4 separate regions of the Mus musculus genome follow, and all the other regions are linked to region 3. Evidence: chromatin contacts called from public ChIA-PET and Hi-C data. All regions are on one chromosome and are shown on one strand. The core of a region is the stretch at or near the end of the contact, and the rest is flanking DNA. Distances in the headings are between cores, read along the strand shown.

What was found. Hi-C and Micro-C count contacts between places; a contact is called where the count stands out from the background. ChIA-PET counts read pairs in DNA pulled down with a chosen protein or histone mark.
Region 1: an RNA polymerase II ChIA-PET map of memory CD8 T cells shows a contact between it and region 3, with 152 read pairs. The contact joins two enhancer-like sites. A contact is called at or near these places in 2 of 484 Hi-C or Micro-C datasets (the NIH/3T3 cell line and granulocyte-monocyte progenitors) and 2 of 115 datasets of contacts at active chromatin or transcription factors (memory CD8 T cells and microglia).
Region 2: a contact with region 3 is called in an RNA polymerase II ChIA-PET map of memory CD8 T cells, with 31 read pairs. The contact joins two enhancer-like sites. A contact is called at or near these places in 1 of 484 Hi-C or Micro-C datasets (T follicular helper cells) and 2 of 115 datasets of contacts at active chromatin or transcription factors (bone marrow-derived macrophages and memory CD8 T cells).
Region 4: a contact with region 3 is called in a Hi-C map of CD4 T cells, with 3 times the contacts expected there. The contact joins two enhancer-like sites. A contact is called at or near these places in 2 of 484 Hi-C or Micro-C datasets (both in CD4 T cells), 3 of 115 datasets of contacts at active chromatin or transcription factors (embryonic stem cells, memory CD8 T cells and thymic regulatory T cells) and 1 of 9 other capture datasets (adipose tissue).

The regions. Positions count from the first base shown.
Region 1 is chr14:74,917,084-74,919,949 of GRCm38.p6, reverse strand. All of the region lies in intron 1 of Lrch1 (leucine-rich repeats and calponin homology (CH) domain containing 1), which reads left to right. Among named protein-coding and RNA genes, the nearest start is that of Gm10847, 3.6 kb to the left of the region's middle. Within about 2 kb of position 1,274, at least 56 of the 459 cell types and tissues checked have an H3K27ac peak or open chromatin away from gene starts, as enhancers often do. A contact at or near this core is called in granulocyte-monocyte progenitors, memory CD8 T cells and microglia, where this site is marked.
Region 2 is chr14:74,876,095-74,878,828 of GRCm38.p6, reverse strand. The region is part of intron 1 of Lrch1 (leucine-rich repeats and calponin homology (CH) domain containing 1); the gene reads left to right. Among named protein-coding and RNA genes, the nearest start is that of Gm10847, 45 kb to the left of the region's middle. Within about 2 kb of position 1,323, at least 25 of the 459 cell types and tissues checked have an H3K27ac peak or open chromatin away from gene starts, as enhancers often do. A contact at or near this core is called in memory CD8 T cells, where this site is marked.
Region 3 is chr14:75,177,694-75,180,535 of GRCm38.p6, reverse strand. The region is part of intron 2 of Lcp1 (lymphocyte cytosolic protein 1); the gene reads right to left. Among named protein-coding and RNA genes, the nearest start is that of Gm15628, 42 kb to the right of the region's middle. Within about 2 kb of position 1,510, at least 161 of the 459 cell types and tissues checked have an H3K27ac peak or open chromatin away from gene starts, as enhancers often do. A contact at or near this core is called in granulocyte-monocyte progenitors, memory CD8 T cells and microglia, where this site is marked.
Region 4 is chr14:75,505,068-75,507,767 of GRCm38.p6, reverse strand. The region is part of intron 1 of Siah3 (siah E3 ubiquitin protein ligase family member 3); the gene reads right to left. Among named protein-coding and RNA genes, the nearest start is that of Gm35966, 19 kb to the left of the region's middle. Within about 2 kb of position 1,372, at least 33 of the 459 cell types and tissues checked have an H3K27ac peak or open chromatin away from gene starts, as enhancers often do.

The DNA.
Region 1 (2,866 bases), core at 25-2,524, 260 kb after region 3:
TGGAGCATACTGTACAGGCTAGATTAGCTAGCCCCTCCCCTCCTGCTGGGATTACAAATGCTATGCAAAGCATTTTAATTGCATGATCTGGGGGTTGAACTCCGGGTTTGTGTTTGTAAGGTGCGCTGTTTATTGGAGCTGTCTCAACTTCCCTTGATCTTTCTAAATGTTTCTTAATGAACTTTGGTTTCTTAAGGTTTTGCCCATTTGTAATTGTATAGACTTAATTCTTCTTTATTGCTTGTTTTGGGGGTAAGGGAGTGTGAGACAGGTTTCTCTATGTATGTAGCTCTGGATGCCCTGGAACTCACTACACAGACCAAGCTGCCCATGAACTTGTGGTAGTTTCTTCTGTTTCTACTTCCTTGGGTTGGGGTTACAGATGCGAGCCACCACATCAAGTTGACCCTTAGCTTTCACATGCCAGACTAGTCAAAATCCACAAGGACTGATGAACACTGTTTTATAAAATGCTGCTTGTGAAAAAAACAAACAAACAAAAAAAGGACCTTCTGGAGCTGGACCGTGTGCACAGCATGGATGGCATCTGTGCTGTGGTTGGGAAGGATCACGGCAGTGCAGTTTGGTGTGTTTGCTATAGAAGTTCCTCTCTCAGAGTGCTCCCGTGGGAACCGAGCAAGCAGAGAGCTGGGCATTTTCACGTGTTTCACTACTGAAAAGTAAAGAGGGGAACTCCTAGTGACATGGAGACATAATTCCAGGCGGATTTCTGAGTTCGAGGTCAACCTGGTCTACAGAGTGAGTTCCAGGACAGCCAGGGCTATACAGAAACCCTGTCTTGAAAAACCAAAACAAACAAACAAACAAACAAACCAACGAGACGTAATTCCTTAAGGGAAGCACAGCTTCTCAGATGGTTGGGAACTTTTTCAGCTTAGCACAGGGGCAGGCATCTGTGTGTCACCACTCGGGTGCTTAGAGTTTCTGTGACCTGTCTTAGAACGCTTGGAACCTACCTGTGAGGAGAGGAGCAGCTGACACTCATGCTGCTGTCACACGTGAAGATGCCATGGGTCTTTCCATGGCTGGGACAGAAATGAGCATGACGCAAAATCCTGGCCTTGAATATGCCTCACCTACTGGTGTGTTGTTAATCTGAGTCATTGCTACTTTGGGCTGCAGCTCTATCTCCCGTTCACTTTTAATCATTTTTTTGGTCCTGTCCCTATAGATGTCTGCTTTTAGACCCACCCTGCTGTGTAAAGTCCCAGCTCTAAGCCTTGTGGGCCAGTGTTGTGTGGGAGGATACTGGGGCAGGGGTGGGGGGTGGAGAGGAATCAGCACTTCAGAATTTACTTTCACTTTTTATCTTGAGTTCTACTGCCTTAAAAGCCTCACATTTTTTCTTCATGGGCTTTGGATGTGGACAAGGGATCTATTTCTAGTCAGTCTATTTCTAATGCTATCATAGATGATATTACATAAATGTAGGTAGAAAGAGAGTGAGGAGGAAAGGATAGCAAGCAGAGGACATGTGGCCATTGGCTACAGCCAAGTGACAGTTCTGATGACCACTGTCACCAGGTGGTTTGGGGAGTGCTAGGGTTCTGTGACCTGTCTCAGAACATTTGGAACCTACCTGTGAGGAGTGGAGCAGCCGACCCTCACTCTGCGGTCATGGTCACACGTGAGAATGCCACAGGTCCCCGGAACGTTGTATTTGTTCCTGGGAAAGTGTCACATAACAGGCCATAACTGCCAGTCACTTGTAATTGTCAGCCATTGACATAATTGAATAGCTCATTTAGTGGATCTGTAGAGCTCACTTCTTCATTGAGGACCACGACTGAGCTGTAACTGGCTGTGTTGGGCTTGGGTTGGGGTTCTGGGATGATGGGCTGCATTTTGTTGGCATGGGCAGCTTTTCTGGATCTTTCCAAGCAGAGAAGAATATTAGGCATTTTGGACAGAGATGGCGGTTTCATCCAGGATTTTATGAGAAAGCCTTAGCTTTTGTAGCAAAGTCAGTGATTCCCACCAGGTCTCAGTTTCGTTATGAAAAGGGAACTGGCCATTAAATGGCTACTGCCTCAGACTCAGAGATACTGTGATTTGCTGAAGCTCAAATAGCACCTGACAGATGCGAAGAGGCTCAGTAAGTCTAGGCCTCCTTTTATCTCTCCAAGATTCTTGGTTTGTAATGACCACATTCCAGGGATACTGCTTGTTCAAGGAAATGTCTCCTGTCCCCATTACTCTGATTTCAGAGACTAGAGAGTTGTGGCCCCCAGTGTCACCTCTGTTCCCGACCCTGTGTTTTTTTCTGACCCTGGCCCTGGGGTTTTTCAGAACCCTAGAAAGAGGTGCCAGACCTCTAACTCTTCCTGTGGTCCCAGGCAGGCTGCACTCCAAATACATGCATAACACTGATGCTGATGGAAAGGATGCCAGGTGAACCTTGAGGCTGGAGCTTCGGTGATGATGAGCCAAGGCAGTTTAGACAGCATTTCCGGATGTTTCTGAAAGGTTTGACGTAAGCCACAGGCATTTTTAGAAGTATCAGAGGAGAGGTAATGAAGATGCTAAGGCATACATACATGGTGACTTGCCTGAGCGGATGATGGGTTTAAACTGGCAGATGAATCTCTCAGGACACTCGTGACAAGTATGATTACTTAGGGATTAGAAGGAAAAAAAATATCCAAAGTAGTTTGTTCTCGTGTTATGGTACAGTTTTAGAGATTAAACACCATTTGTTTTCTGGTGAAAAGTTGAAAAATGTGTCTGTCTTATTGTTAAAACGGGGGTGTTATGGACTAGCAATGAGAATCTTAGGATTGTAAATGAGTTCTTTACTCTAGCTAGCTCATGTAAAAGACACAGAGACCTGGTATTTTATTAACAA
Region 2 (2,734 bases), core at 74-2,573, 300 kb after region 3:
TGCCCCCAGCCCCTTATGACCACTCCAACTCACCATGGAAATGCCCTGGAGCAGGACATGGGACACAGGACACAGCGTTGCTACAGCTGAAGTTTATAAAGCATCCCCTGGACTAGCCATCTTGAAAGTGTCACAAATCATCTTTCTTTTTTTTTTTTTTAATTTTTGTTCTGAATTTGACAGTGCCTGGGAAATCTCTCTGAACTCTAGGCACCCAGCCCTGTGGGCATGCATCTTGTGCCCCGTGTGCTGAGCAAAAATTAAAAGAACCACATTTATAATGCTGCTAACCAACGGCATGGTTAAGGCCTCTAATTGGCTGGCCGAAGTTGGCAATGCTCCACTCACTGGAGCCCCTTGTAATTAAACTTTGGTTCTGTTTTTAGGACTATCCTCAGCAGAGTAGGACCTAGCATTCGAGCTCAGTGGAGTCTCAGCCTTGGTGAAGGGCAGGCTGTACTGGAACTCATGGACTAAGGAAATGATCCTGTGCCTGTGAGTCCAAGAAGAACATTGACCAATCAGTTATATAGCAAGAGGAGAGCTAAGGCTCCTTTACAGCAGGGCCATCTGGATCCGAGGTGCATCTTTCTTATTTTATAAGACCTGCGAGGTAAGAAGTCAAAGTGCTTACTTGCTCCTGAAGCTCAGAGTTTGGTAAAAGTGCTACCACGAGGCCAGTTCTGATTTCCCTTTTAGTTTCATGTTCATTGAGCCACTGGCCTGGGAACCGGCATGGCTTATGCGATGGGAATGAGACTCCATATTGACGCTTTGCATTCTGGGAGAGGTGCGTTTGACTTTCTCCCTGCTGTGAAATGCAGTTAGGTTGATCCTAGGACAAAGCATGGATCCTAGGCAGCAAAGCATGGATTGACACAGCAACGGCAGAGTGGAAAGCATTTGTCATCTCTTTGTGGTGAGCTCAGACTTCATAGAGCTCTGGTTTTCCCACCCTGTGCTTCTTTTGCAGTTCTACCCTTGTCCCCCTCATACCTTGTACCCCCACTCCCTAGTTCTGCCTGAAGGGAGAATGTCCTCCCCAGATCTGGGACTCACATTTGTCTGAAGGCCACAGGGAGAATCCACGATTGGCCCCTCCTTCCTCCTTCCTCCCTCCTCCCTCCTCCCTCCTCCCTCCTCCCTCCTCCCTCTGAACTCTATTTAGACTTACAGGAAAAGATTTGTGGCTTTTTGCAAGCTTTCAACTCTGAGGTATTTTGGAAAACTGTAATTTTGTTTGTTCCCTGCTGTATGCTGTGGCTTCTTCAGATACGAGTGTGATTATTTTCTGCATCCTTTCCATAGCAAACATTTCTCCCTTGACTCCAGGCTCCAAAAGTAGGCTCTGGAATGCATCCGTCCCACAGACCCTGCTCCTTGGCAGTGGCTGTCTCCACAGTCAACAAGCTGGCTGCTCTGCTTGGGCTGCCTCTCCAGGTGCCTCTTGGTCTTGCTCGGGCACTTGGCCTCCACATGCTCGGCAGTCAGACGTGCCCAGTGTGTGGCAGATTCCCTGGAAGCCATGAATTACTGCTGAGTTATTATGAAACTTAATTTGATGATAATGAGGTAGTTCTGGGTAATAGCACTTTGGGTGGATTTTACCCATAAATCAGTAATTTGTGGGAGACCATTAGCGAGTGGCAGGGATTCTCATGGTGGACTGTTGGATTACTGGGTTTGGATCCTAGAGTTTTCACACACCCCCTGCACCCCTAGGAATTTTATAGTTTCTAAACTGCTAAAATTTTAGTCTGCTTGGAATTTATTTTGGTATAAGAAACCGATTTTGGATCTAGCTATTCTTTTCAAGCATTTAAAAAAAATGTGTGTTAGAATATACATGACATTAAATATAGCACTTTAAGCATTTGTGGCTATGTGTAGTGTATATGTGATGGATATGTGCATATGTGAGCACATGTGTGTGTAGAAGTTAGGGGTTGGCACTGTTTTCCTCAGCCCTTTATTTTATTTTGTTTTATTTTATTTTATTTTATTTTGAGATAGGATGGCTCACTGAACCTGGAGTTCACTGCTTACTGAGACTAGCTGGAGACCTGCCTATTTCTGCATCCCCTGCTCTGGGATTTCAGGCATCTACCATGGTGCCAGCTTCCCCTTGAGTATTGGCTATTCCATTTGGAGTCCTCATGCTGACTATACAGCGCTTTACAGGCTGAGCTATCTTTCCATCCCCCACTTTACACATTTTTATTTATGTGTAGAGTTCGATGGCGTTCAGTACATTTATAACTTTTTGACCTTTAAGCTGTGCCCTAGAAGCCAAGTTATTTTAACATTCCATGTCCCACTTTCCTTTTTGTAAGTAAGGGGAAACACCCTACTAAGTTTTTCTTAGTGGAGGTTGACCTTGAACTCACCATCTTCCCGTCTTTGCTGTGTGAGTACTGGGATTGCAGGAGTGTGCCAATGAGCCTGGCAAGGTTGTCTGTAAATGAGATTGAGAATTAGGAAAGCTTTTTTGTTCATCAGGCTGTGCGGTGAGTGCTCAGCAATGGTGGGGGCTAAAAAGGCTCACAGGGACAGCCAGGGCTGCTCAGAGGAACCCTATCTTAAAAAAAAAAATCAACCAATCAATCAAAAACAAATGAACAAGCAAACAAACAAGCAAGGCTCGCAGGGACAGTCAGGGCTACTCAGATGTTCACATGGAAGCCAAGGCTACTCAGAAAAACCCTGTCTTAAAAAATCCAACCAACCAACCAAG
Region 3 (2,842 bases), core at 261-2,760:
ATTTTTGCGTTGCTCAGTACACGAACTGAGTCATCTTATTTCACTGGGTATCTGTGAAGTGGGAAACACCCCCCCTCCACCCCCCTATCAAAAAAAATTCCCGGGGAGAAAATTTACATTAATCTAAACAGTATCATCCTGCTATAACATCTACCATTAGTCATAAAGTCCAATGACTTTATAAAGCTTTTCAGCTCTTCTCAAACATGAGCTAAATGAGGAAATCTCTTAATTTTCTGATTTAGCTTTATTTTGAGATTTGATTGGTACATCCCCTATATGTGCAGAGGGGCCTGCAGTCCTCAGGTGAAAAAAAAAAAAAAAAAAGGAAAAGGCGACTTGAGAATTTTCTAAGAATACAGAGTGATTAAGTAATGTTCCTAACATGTGTACTTGCGTTCACTTCATAAACAAAGGCCTATCTGGGGAATTCAGCTTATGTAAGGATTGCTGGGTAGTATGCCTGTAACTGCATTTAAAATACAATGATGGACTGGTGTCATTTATTTCTGAAGTCTACAGTTACCGTATCATTTCTTATATTTCCCGAAGCCGTTGTCCATTTGGCGCTGTGAGGCTCAAATGAAGACTGGAGCCTTGGAAAAGGAGGGGAGCAAGCTCTGAGGACAATGACTGCCACGTGTCCCCTCAGAGCAGTCGCCACAAGGACTCAGGGAGCATGAAAGTAGGAAGTGAAATCGGAGGCCTTCCTGTTATGTAACGAATTCATTAAAAAAAAAAAAAAAAGTGACAACTATTCATTCCAGTCAATATCTTCAGCAGCCCTGTGCGCCGGCGGAGAGAGGGAACTCCGCTCTATATGTGCGACAGGACAGGGGGGAAAATATTAAGAAGATGCAACGCTGACCTGAAGGCAAAGCCTTAGGCAAACTTCAGTCAGTGGAGGAAGCAAGCTGAGGACCTGCCTTTCCAAGAGGCCCTTGAAAAGTCAGACAATTCAGGGGGAAGATCATTGAAGAAACAGCGAGAAAGAGTGAAACAGCATGGAACTTTCTGGTGGCTTGCGGTCTAGCGCGGCGCCCAGAACCAGAACGTGGGTTGGTAAGACGTGGGAGGGGGAGGGGAGAGGTTCAACAAGAAGGAAGTGGCATGAAAGAAGGCTGAGGAAGTGGGCTGAGGCAAATGCGTGAAGGCACCAAAAATTCTTAGCAAAACTGTTAATGAATCATCCCACCGTTACATGAAATGTGCCAAGGAACCTATTTATGAATATCAAACTCCTTTGGGGTGTCTGGCGATTTTTTTCCTTTCTCTGTCTTGAACACCTGTACACACACACTCTCTCTGTCTCTGCTCTCTCTCTTCTCCTTCACACACACACACACACACACACACACACACACACATTAGGCTTTTCGATGTGTCTCCAGGATGATAGCTTCTCCCAGCATGCTCCACGGAAGGCGGACCCTGCAGCCAGCACAGTCCCGGGGCACCCGAAATCCAGACCAACTCCTGCCCCACCCTGACCCTTGTGCCCTTGGACCTTAGGTAACTTCAGCTCACTCCCGATAGCTCAAGGCACTGGAGAGGATTCCAGGAAGTCATGTGGTTACACAAACTAAGCACTTAAAAGTAACCGCATTGGTGGCAGTCGGCTCTCCAGCTTTACACATTCCATATCCACAAACTCGATTAAGTTCAGATGAAACATTCTAAAAAAAAAGAGTTGGACGTGCACAGCCAGAATACACACTAACATTTTCCTTCTTACCACTCCGCCCCCCCCCTCCGCCCCCCAGGTCGATACAGTACAGGGTTCTACATTTGAGCGGCCTGAGCATGCGCATCTCTGAGGCCCTGCACAGGTCCCCTTCCTGTTCTAGTTTAAACACACGCGCGGGCCACCCTTCTCCAAACGGTTCTGAGGTAGAAGTATCAATCAGGTTAAAACACTGGGATCCTTTTTAATCTAACAGTCCTGACTGTTGCAAGGTACAACATACAAAGGAGACGAAGTTTAAAACACTCCTGCCAGACAGGGACTGCTAACGAAATGTCATCAGAGACCACTGCAAACTGCCACCGTAGAACCTGAGGTCCGGAAGAGCCCTCCCTCCCTCGTGCTGCTACCATGAGTAAGACGCTGTGCTCTGTAGGCAGGCATGGCAGGTGGATGCTTCAGCAAGCCAAACGTGGTTGGCACTAACTCTGCCATATTCAGTGTTATTCCTTCCCAAATGTAAGGGGGAAATGTTGACAAGCCTTCACAGCATTTTTTTTTAAATTACATTCTTATTACTATCTCTGATGAAAATCTTTGGAGTACGTTTTTTTTCCCCCTAGTATTTTCTGGACCTTAAGCCTCTCCTCCGGAGACCCCACTGTTTTTTGGGTTAGTTTTACTTTTTGCCTTGAAACCAGCCAGGCAGATGAGTACTGCAAGTAAAGAAAGATTAATGGCCAGACACCAAAACTTCCAGAAATTCACTCTTCATAGAAAAAAGTGGTGAATTCCATTTAAATTTAGCTATGCAGACATCCTTTTTTAAAAAGTTCATTTAATAGAAGCCAATTACAGTAAATTCTTGGTAAATTTGACCTCAAGGTGTGTGTTGACAAGTCATCACTTTTTTTTTCTTTTTCTTGTTTTGGTTTTTTGTTGTTGTTGTTGTTTGTTTGTTTGTTTGTCTTGCTTCTGATTTTGGTTTTAAGTTGTCCTGCTAGAGTGGTTTCCAACAGTTAGAAACACAGGTTTTCACCATGTGTGCAGGACAGTGTATATGTAACATCAGTCCTGGGCTTGACTGACAGTTCTAAATGAATACAAGCTGAGAGATGGTACAATACTTCGAGGCTATATGCTTCAGTCGCTTAAAAG
Region 4 (2,700 bases), core at 123-2,622, 330 kb before region 3:
CACACACACACACATCCTGTCCTCCAATGCAGGCTTAAGTTCAAATAACCACTTTAGGCTTTCATAAGAATTTATCCTTAAAATGGGATATGTGCCCTGTTATCAAAAGTGGATGTGAAATCAGGGATGTAGAATAGAAAGAAAATTGATTTTTGAAGTCATACTAATATAGGTATGAATCCTGGACTCTTTAATTAACCTCTTCATGCTTCTGATTCCTGATTTACAAAGTGGGAATTATAAGATTGCACAGAGTGTGGGGAAGGACTGAGTGAGATTCAGAGAACGTTGTGTCACACTAGAGACCAAAGTAAGAAAGCCACAGCTGGTTGATTGGGGCAGAGCTGATGACATGCTCTTTCCATAATTTCTAGAATTATACCCTAAAGTAGAGGAGATAATTAATCATGAATGCCCTTCCTAAATATCCTTTAAAGACTCTTCATAATTTCAGCTGGGATTAATATTGTCATCAGCTAAAGTCTTCCAATGAGTATGTCCACCTGACCACTAGACAGTGCATCCTGGCTACAATGAGCAGAACAAGCCTAGCAGTCCTGATCACAGGGCACATATCCCACTATAAGGATAAATTCTTAAGAAAGCCTAAAGTGGTTATTTGAACTTAAGCCTGCATTGGAGGAAAAGGTTTGTGTGTGTGTGTGTGTGTGTGTGTGTGTGTGTGTGTGTGTGTGTGTGAAATAGCATGGCCCTGTAATGAAATTTGTAATTCACAAATGAAAGCTCTACCACCACCCTCATCACCACCCTCACCACTACCACCATAACCAACACCCTCACCACTACCCTTGTCATGGTCATCATTACCATTGTCAAGCATTTGTTTAAGGCAAGGCTGCTTTGCCAGTTCAGAGAAGCCTATGAACAAATCGGGCTATTCATCCTCGCATAACCCTCCTCAGCTATCTCTTCCTTGAGTGTTTCTCCTTCAGGGCTCTTGAACAGAAAAATGGGGGAGAGGTGTATGTGTGGCTATTGTCTCCAGGTCACTGATAAATGGGACTAACTGGATTAAGAATTTAGGTCTTTCACCTTCCCCGTTCCTTTGGCTCCTCTGTTGGAGGTTCTATCTGGTTGCCTGTGACATTAATACCTAGCTGGGGGATGGGAATAAGGGCCTGAGAGTCACACTTGGATGAGAACAATGGAGACCAAGAACCTTGTAGGTCAGTTCTAGAGAGCCATAGGACCTGGAAAGTTGGAAGACAGGCACTGAAGAAGCCCACAGCCCTGCCGGCGAGAGTACAGACCTTGTCTTGTGGTCCTAGAGCCAGAAAGTTCCTTTCTGAGACTAGTCTAAAGGGCTCAGCTCAGGAAATAAACACCTCACTGCAGAAGTGGCTCCCCTCACCCCAACCCGAGGAACTGTGCATCCTCAAAGAGCTACTGATAGCATCAAGCATCCTTGTAAGTGAGGTGGGGCAGGTGTTTTATTAAGTCTAGATCTTTGCCAGATGCTAGGTGCATATTTAATAAAAATCAGGCTTCAGGGAGGTAGGAAGGGAGAAGGGGAAATTGCTGCCCTCTGGGCTTGGGAGCTTAGCCATCCATCCAGTCCCAAGTAACTCATTCATCTGCTGCTCATCTTTGAGTTATTACAGTTGCGATGTGTCTCTAAGGGACAAGTTTATTAGTGTTTAAGATAATTAGTTGGTGCGACTTCAAGGCAATTCAAATTGTCCCCATATAGTTATTTCTTCCCAGAATCCACCATGGCTCATTTCCACCTTGGTCTATTTTGTCCTCCCTATTGGAGAGTGTTCATTTTCTATGCAGTTTCTAGACTCCAAAAAGGCCTGCTCTCTTAATTAGAGATGAAGTCCTCAGTCTCTAGTTCAGCCTTCTCAAGGCTGAAGTTCTTTGTCTTGTATGACAACCTGCACCTGAGTTCCCTAGGATCATCCAGGACAGCTGGCTTACTTCCTTTCTCTCCACCTCATACCTAAGGGAATCAGTGGAGTGGAGGACACATCTACAGCTCACCCCATCCCAAAGTTCACACGTGTGTAAATCACATATAGCAATCCTAGCAGTTTCACAAGCACCAGAAAGCCCCTTTCACTAACTACTCTGTGAGCTAGACCCACAGTCCTCAACCCTGTGCAGTGCGCACACAGATCACCTATACAACTTTGTTAAAATGCAAACGTGGCCTCTGAGGGGAGTCTGGGCTAGCTCTCAGGAAAGTTGGAGCTTGAAGGGTGGGTAAGAGGGTCACTCACTCCCTTGACCACTTGGTCAGACCTGGGAGTCCCTTCTCACCTCACAAAAGCCCCCGAAATCCTTGTAGGGGTCAAGGAGAAGGTTCTAAAAGACTTCAGCCTTCCCCCTGTATGTCTTTGATTCTTTAACGACCTCTAAGTCCCACTAGGCTCCATTGTCCCTTTACAATAGAGGTAATGGGGCTGTACTCCAGTTGGATAGCTGCCTGATTAGTAGTCACACCGAGCCCGGCAGACAGCTGGTAAAGCAGGAATGCACAGGGGGACTGGGAGAGCAGAGCCTTGAGGGAATTCTTATCCACAGAATAGGAAGTTCCTTAATCTCGTTCCTTCTCACAGTATTTAAATTCATTTGTTAGTAAAGAACTTAGCTTTAATTAATAAATTATCCATTTTTATAGCTGCTCATAATTTTCTACTATTTAGCTTAATGAGGTTTTCATGTGCAATTCCAAAG